2 separate regions of the Zea mays genome follow, and region 1 is linked to region 2. Evidence: chromatin contacts called from public Hi-C data. All regions are on one chromosome and are shown on one strand. The core of a region is the stretch at or near the end of the contact, and the rest is flanking DNA. Distances in the headings are between cores, read along the strand shown.

The links. A called contact is a pair of places that touch in the nucleus more often than the background predicts.
Region 1: a contact with region 2 is called in a Hi-C map of tassel, with 4 times the contacts expected there. The contact joins the promoter of LOC103650856 here to the promoter of LOC103650854 in region 2. A contact is called at or near these places in 2 of 25 Hi-C or Micro-C datasets (ear and tassel).

The regions. Positions count from the first base shown.
Region 1 is chr3:164,500,196-164,503,675 of Zm-B73-REFERENCE-NAM-5.0, reverse strand. It overlaps LOC103650856 (EPIDERMAL PATTERNING FACTOR-like protein 9), which reads left to right and starts at 2,067. Exons shown (of 3, transcript XM_008676450.4): 1 at 2,067-2,392; 2 at 2,536-2,609; 3 at 2,934-3,416. The coding sequence starts at 2,278. The coding sequence ends at 3,116. It also overlaps a transcript of LOC100193045 not described here.
Region 2 is chr3:164,278,640-164,281,872 of Zm-B73-REFERENCE-NAM-5.0, reverse strand. It overlaps LOC103650854 (DUF506 family protein), which reads right to left and starts at 1,544. Exons shown (of 1, transcript XM_008676449.4): 1 at 1-1,544. The coding sequence starts at 1,074. The coding sequence ends at 190.

The sequences.
Region 1 (3,480 bases), core at 818-3,317, 220 kb before region 2:
CACGTCAGCGGTCGAGACCATCCCGCTGGAACCGCCTAGGTCGCAGGCACGGGGACACCTGCTGCATCGAGGGAGGCAGGAGGCTACGCACAGAGTGGTGCCCGGCCTAGAAAGGGCCGCTGGGCCGGTGGTCTCGTGAATCGTGACACAATTTTAACTGGGATCTAACGGAATGACAGCAACTAAAACTTTGTATAATAGCAGCGAAGAAAAAAAAGTTAGATAATTTTTAGGAAAGCACTGTAATTTTTGGTAGCATCGAAGGAATTGATCTGTTTTTTTTTTACCATCCGGCCGAATGCTTCCATTGCTGCCAAATACAACTGGTGTGTGCCCAGCACCAGCAGCGCATCATGCGTCGTGACTCGTGAGACACCCGTGCCTATAGGTTGGTTACCACTCAAAAATAGTTTGACCACATTTTTGACTCGGCTACGGCCTCGTGAGTCGTGACCAGTGGTCCGAGACTGAAGCCTGCCCAGTGCTCAGCTCACATCCATCCACCCACAACATGGCGATATCCTCCACCCAAAAGGGAGCTTGTTCCATTAGCGCTCAATAATTCATAGCAAGTCAAAACCCATTAGATCTAGATAGATCAGAAATAACCAAACAAGATCTAAAGGCTTATTCGGTTCGCTCTAATCTATATAGATTAAGTGGGTTTAAATATCAAGCAAGTCAATTTTTTTATTTTTTTCCAATCCTAATCAATACATATGTAATGAGAATAATCGAACAAGTTGTAAAATATAGAGCAAAAATACCACTGTGGCAGATCCAGAGATTCCAACAACTAATGTCCACGAGACATCACCAGACCGTGGATGGTACGGCTCCGAATATGAAATCCAGAATCCAGATGCAGCAGGCCATGCCTTTGGAGGTCACATGAGGAGACGGACATCGTTGTGGACTGGGCAAGAGCTTGGCCATGCAGAGATGCAGGATCCAGAGCTTGCTCTGGCATTGCCTGGTCACGTACCATTACAGGCTCTGAACAGAGTTTCTCTCTTTATTTGTTGGTTCATTGCCTTCTCTCTCTCTCCAACCACCTTCTCTTGCTAAATAAGAAAAAAGATGTACTTCCTCGGTCTCAAAATATAAAGCGTATATATGATTCAGGATGCACGAGAAGAGGGTATTTTGGGGAGGGCGCAAATGCACAGATCCGGAGCGTGTTTTCGGGCGAAGCGGAGCGGGAGCAACATCTTCGACACCGTTTAGGCCTTGTTCGGTTACATGGGATAAAATCCTACCATGGATTTAATCCGTTTATGGATTGGGTGAATCCATACCTCACACCCAATCCTATGGTGGGATTAAATCCATCAACTAATCCATATATCTCTCAAAGCTAGTTATTCTTTTGATCCATAGATTCTAATGTAAACTTGTGCAATATCTTTATGGATTTATTCCATACCTAATGAGCTATGGATAGAATTCATGTCTTTCATTGTTAAAAAAAAATCACAAACCCTTGGGTTATATTCCATGATGGGTTTAACCGAATAAAAAAATTTAAGTAGTCTTGGATTATTTTGGGGCATGGATTGTGACATGGATTTAATTCCAATCCATGCTAATCCAGAGCTGGATTGGTGTAAACGAACAAAGCCTTAGTAAGTGACGCTGTGAAAAAACTGCTCCTGGAGCTGGTCCAAAAGCGACACCAAACGGGTTAACTTCGCTGATTTCTCTTTCAGGGTTTGAGTGAAGATTTGGAGTTGATTTCTATTCATTTTTTGTCCTGGGAAGAGCCATGTCAACTGTCTTCCTTTCCTGCTGTGCAACACTGAAACACCAAACGCCCAAGCTTTGTATTCGGATCTTGTGCCCGTTAACTTCGATTGTCCTGTAAAAAAAAATTCTTACGTTCAAAATGGGATACAGGAAACAAAAACGCAGAAAGGAACACCTATAACAGACAAAGTGACGCTATGGTAATAATTGAAGCAATGCCCCCCGCAGCTAAGTTTCAGACGCATCTGTTATCCCGTGCGTTCGTGCATACGAGAGGGTGGAGCCACCTGGTGCTGGTGGTCTCCGCAGTCCCCACTGCTCCCCCTCCATACTAGTGTCTCTGCATGGTATGGCACAGGGATATGCATATGCAAGGCATGAGCAGAGTCACAGAGCTGCCACACACAAGCCATTGCACCTGTCTCCCAGTTTATATAACCTCTAACACTTGCTTCCTTATGCTGTTTCTCTGAATCCAAATAAAGCACCATCCCCCCCATTTTCTATCCATTGCTCACTTGAACTAGAGGGATGGCTAATGGTTGCTCCACGACTACCACAAGCTCCCTGCTCCTCTTCTTCCTTCTCTCTTACTTGCTCATCGGTCATGCTCTCTGCAGCCAAGGCCACAATGGCAGAACATCAGGTTCTTCCCTTCCTTGTACAAACACCGAGTTGTTTATTTCCTTTCTTTTTCTTGCATGGGACGAGCCGCTTCTTTCTTTTAGCATTTGCTTCCTGTTCACTTCCACTGATTATTTGCTCATTTCAATCTAATTTGTGGTGAAGGTGCTGATTATGTGGTGCAATATCTCCACCAGGAATTACCTGGTAAACATATAGTTTTGCAGGAGACCGTCAAGGTACCCATCTCTCTTTCAGATGTAGCGATGTAGCGTTCTTCAGGGTTCTAAGTTTCAAAGGCTTGCAGTACCTTTTTATTCTTTTACACATGTATTATGACAGGAAAACTTTGGAAGGACAAAATGTCAACCACTTGCCTCCAACATCCATCACTCCTCTAGTATTACTGGAAAAAAACTTTAGAATTGAAACAAGGAATGAAACTAAAGTTTTTTTTCTAAAAAAAAGTGGAATACAACCTTGCAATAGATTAACCCACAAATTGCTCAGTGACCTTAAAGCAAGTATAGTTAGCGTGATATTTTCACATGCCTTGTTATTAGGGTCTAAACAAAGGCATATTGCCAAAGTATGCACGGAGAATGTTGATCGGCTCAATTGCGCCAATATGCACATACAACGAGTGCAGAGGGTGTCGATTCAAGTGTACTGCTGAGCAAGTCCCAGTGGATGCAAATGACCCCATGAACAGTGCTTACCACTACAAGTGTGTTTGCCACAGGTGATCTTCAATGAGTAGGAGGAGCTTCTATGTTATTGTGTGTCCTGGAGAATAGTAGTATTTTCGCCCGTTTTTGGTTCTCCCTCTCCTTTTCTTTCTATTCTTTGTTTTCTCTGTTGAAAAAGGCTTCTTTGTCTCATTTCTATTTTACAAGAGGTTAGCTAGTAGAGGACTGGAGTCTGGAGGAGCATTTTGTACTTTAAAATGCCTAGCTCAGGTTATGGACTAGTAATTTTGTTAGTATAAATGGTTACCAATTTTGACATCTGAAAGTATGAATGGCCAGCCAATTCAAGTGCATAAATAGTACGGTTGACCTATGGCGACAATGCATCAAGTCTATGAAGTATGAACAAACCTCAAAATGT
Region 2 (3,233 bases), core at 295-2,794:
ACAAGAAGATGACAATTTGTTCTAGATAATAATCTCGAAATAAAAATGTATGTACAAAACATGTCCGAGAGCAACTCAAAGTCAAAATCAAACTCTCGATCGCACTAGGAACCTCTCTACACTGAAACAAGCGTTTTCTTTTTCATTTTTGTTCCCATTCCAGCGATCTCCTGGGCCATCGCCGCCCGGCTACTTGATCCTGGGCGCCGGCGCGGTGGACGGGGGCGCAAAGAACCCGACGGCGCGGCACTTGACGTCCAGCCCAGCACCGCCGGGCATCGGCATTGCCCCGACGGCCGCCGGCGAGGTGGCGGTGGAGCGCTTGTAGGGGCCGAGCCACTTGGCGAGCATGTAGCGCGTCTTGCGCCAGGGCGGGACGTGGAGGCCGTGGGCGCGGAGCGAGCGGCGCGCGGCGTCGGACGCGACGCGCACGGCGTGGCCGACGGCCTCCTCCCGCGCGACCACCGCGGGCGCCGGCACCGCGGCGACGACGGCCGCGTACTCGGGCGTGGCGCGGGCCACCTCCAGCCCCGCGCGGAAGTCGGCGTCCACAATGTACCTGGCCCGCTGCCGCGCGCCCGGGCCGACGGGCGCGGGCGCGACCACGTCCACGTACTCGTACGCCCCGGCCGTGATGCCGCCGGACGCCTCCCACCGCGACCGGCACACGCCGGCGTCGTACCCGGCGCCGCGCAGCCTCCACGCCACGGCGCGCCGGAACGCCGCCCCGTGCGCCCGGAGTGCCGCCTCGGCCTCCGCGGCGGCCGCCACCGCTGCGGCCAGCCTGATCCGGAACACGTCCTCCTCGGCCGGCGGGTCGAGCAGGGCCCTCACGGACGCCACGGCGGCGGCCGCCCGCCCGGGCCCGTCCTCCTCGTCGGAGTCGCACTCCTTGGGGGCTGGGCCCGGCCCGCCTGCCTCGGCCGCGCTGGCGCCCGTCTCGAGGAACGCCTGGACGAGCCCGGAGAGGCAGGCGGACGCGTCGTGGTCGCTGCCGCTGCTGGTGCACCCCGCGGCGGCGTCCCCGCGGAGGCGCGCGCGCACGGCGTCGTCGAGGCGGATGTACACGGCCATGTCGCCCGCCAAGTGGTGCCGTGAGCCCGTGACCGTGAGCTGATGTGAGCCTGCGACGGTGCGGAGGAGAGGGGGAGGCGGGCGCCCGAGTTTTATAGGGTGGTTGGCTCGGCGACGGGCGCCCAACGGGAGGAGGGGTTTATTCCCTGGATTAACCGCGGCATCAGGCCAGGCGCCCCCCCGCCGCCAACCGGCGACACTATTATTGTTTGAGAAAACGGATTAGCGAGCGGAGAGCCCTGGAATATGCTCTCCCCCCCTCTCCTTGTGATGGCGCTAAACATAGAACCTTCTGGCTAATTCTGTCATGCCGCGCTGGGATTGGTAGCCATTCCGGGGACCCAGTGGCTGGCACGCTACACAGCGTCTAGATTCTTGTTACCGTGTGCACTGCCTTTTCTTTTGTTCTTTGGTATACATGTTTCTGGTACATCGCTAAGTGATTGTAGCCCATAACGCCGCGTATTTTAGCGTCAAGGGGGACGGTAAAAAAAACAACAACGAACACTATTTAAGTACGTGTGCTGCTCTGCCCTTAGCATTGTATACAGTGTTTAGAAGCGACCCTTTGGCCTCCAAAAGGATCAAGACGCAGCATATTCGCAGCCCTTACGGGGAATAAACGAAGGGGCCCGATCGTGTAGATGGGGCAAGTTTCTCGATCAAAAAAACCGGTGAGTGACTAGGCACCCAGACCGATAAGCATCGTCACGTCCGTATGCTGAGACTCGACGGAGGTGACGGAAAAAGTCCCACATGGTCACGAATGGATTGGGTGGCCCGGCGAGGGGGACTGGGGGACACGTCACACACTGTGGACACAGTGACAGCGCGGCCGGATATGCCACTCGCCCGTTCGAGGAGGCTAGTAGCACTACCTACTGCGTGTCTGCGTTGCGTGGCGGGGTCTGCGGATATGCGGCGGCATCCCGGCCTTTATCCTCTGTCACGCGGGCCTGGGCGAGGCGGGCGCGATTGGGCCAGGTCAGCGCGAGCCAGGTGCCGCCGATAGGGAAGACCGGAAGAGGGAGCCCGCACGAGCCTGCCTGGCCCTTGGCGTTGCCGTGGGGGCGCCCGCGCGGCGTCGCTACTAGCCGTGCGCCCGTGCTGGAGCTGGTGCCGCCGATAGGAACCTTCTCTTTCGTTCTGGCTGCGTGGTTGAGAATTCTCGTTCACGTTTTCCTAGGAGGCCTTCTCGTGCACGTTTTTTTTCCTAGGAGGGCTGTTGGCTGACGTTGTGAGTACGGGAGATGCTTGAGGAGTTCGTGTATATACTTGATGAAGAAAGATCTATGTGGTGTGTTAGCGCCGTTGGAGATGCATCGACTTTACGAGCAATTCACGGTCCGGAAATATCTGTAGGTCTTTGCGCAGGCATGTTACCCCGTTCCGAAATCTCGACGTGGACAGGGACGACCTGTACTTGTACGGGTAGGTCTCTAGTGCGCAACACAGTTCACCGGCGAGAACCTGTCGGTGAGGGAGAAATCGACGAAGCTCTGCAGCACTCGCGCTAGCTACCGTTAGATTAGATGCGAAGCACAGGTGTCAGTATGGCTAATATCCATCCCAATCGGTGTACTAGTGTGTAGTGAACTAGTGATAATTCGACGATTTGCCAGCAGCCAGGATGAGGTGCGCGCGACGGGCAACGTGACCATGTATCCTTTGATTCCTTTCCAACGGCCGTAACCCACCACACCGAACAGGGTGTCGGGGGGTCGATCCCGCAGCGAGCCTCGCTGGTGGGCCACGAAACAAGGCCGCCGGTTGCGATGACTCTCTCGCCCAGCCCACCACGACCCAGGTCTGGTCCATGCCGCCGAGTTTTAACCGTCCACGTGCTTGTGCTGGTTGGCGGTTACCGTGGGCTTCGGGACGAGGAACGTATCATCCTATGCACACATCGTTATGCATATTATATATATATATATATATATATATATATATATATATATATATATATATATATATATATGAAATCAATTTAAAGTATTTTTGTTCAATTGTTTATGGCTGACATATTTTTATGAAAATCACCTTCCACACTCTACTCCCCCCATGTTCAATAGATGCAGGCATACACATACAGCGCTTTGCTGCAACTGCAAGGTTGATCAAGGGGCCGGGCCGGGGGTCATCATCAGTCGGATAGGAGT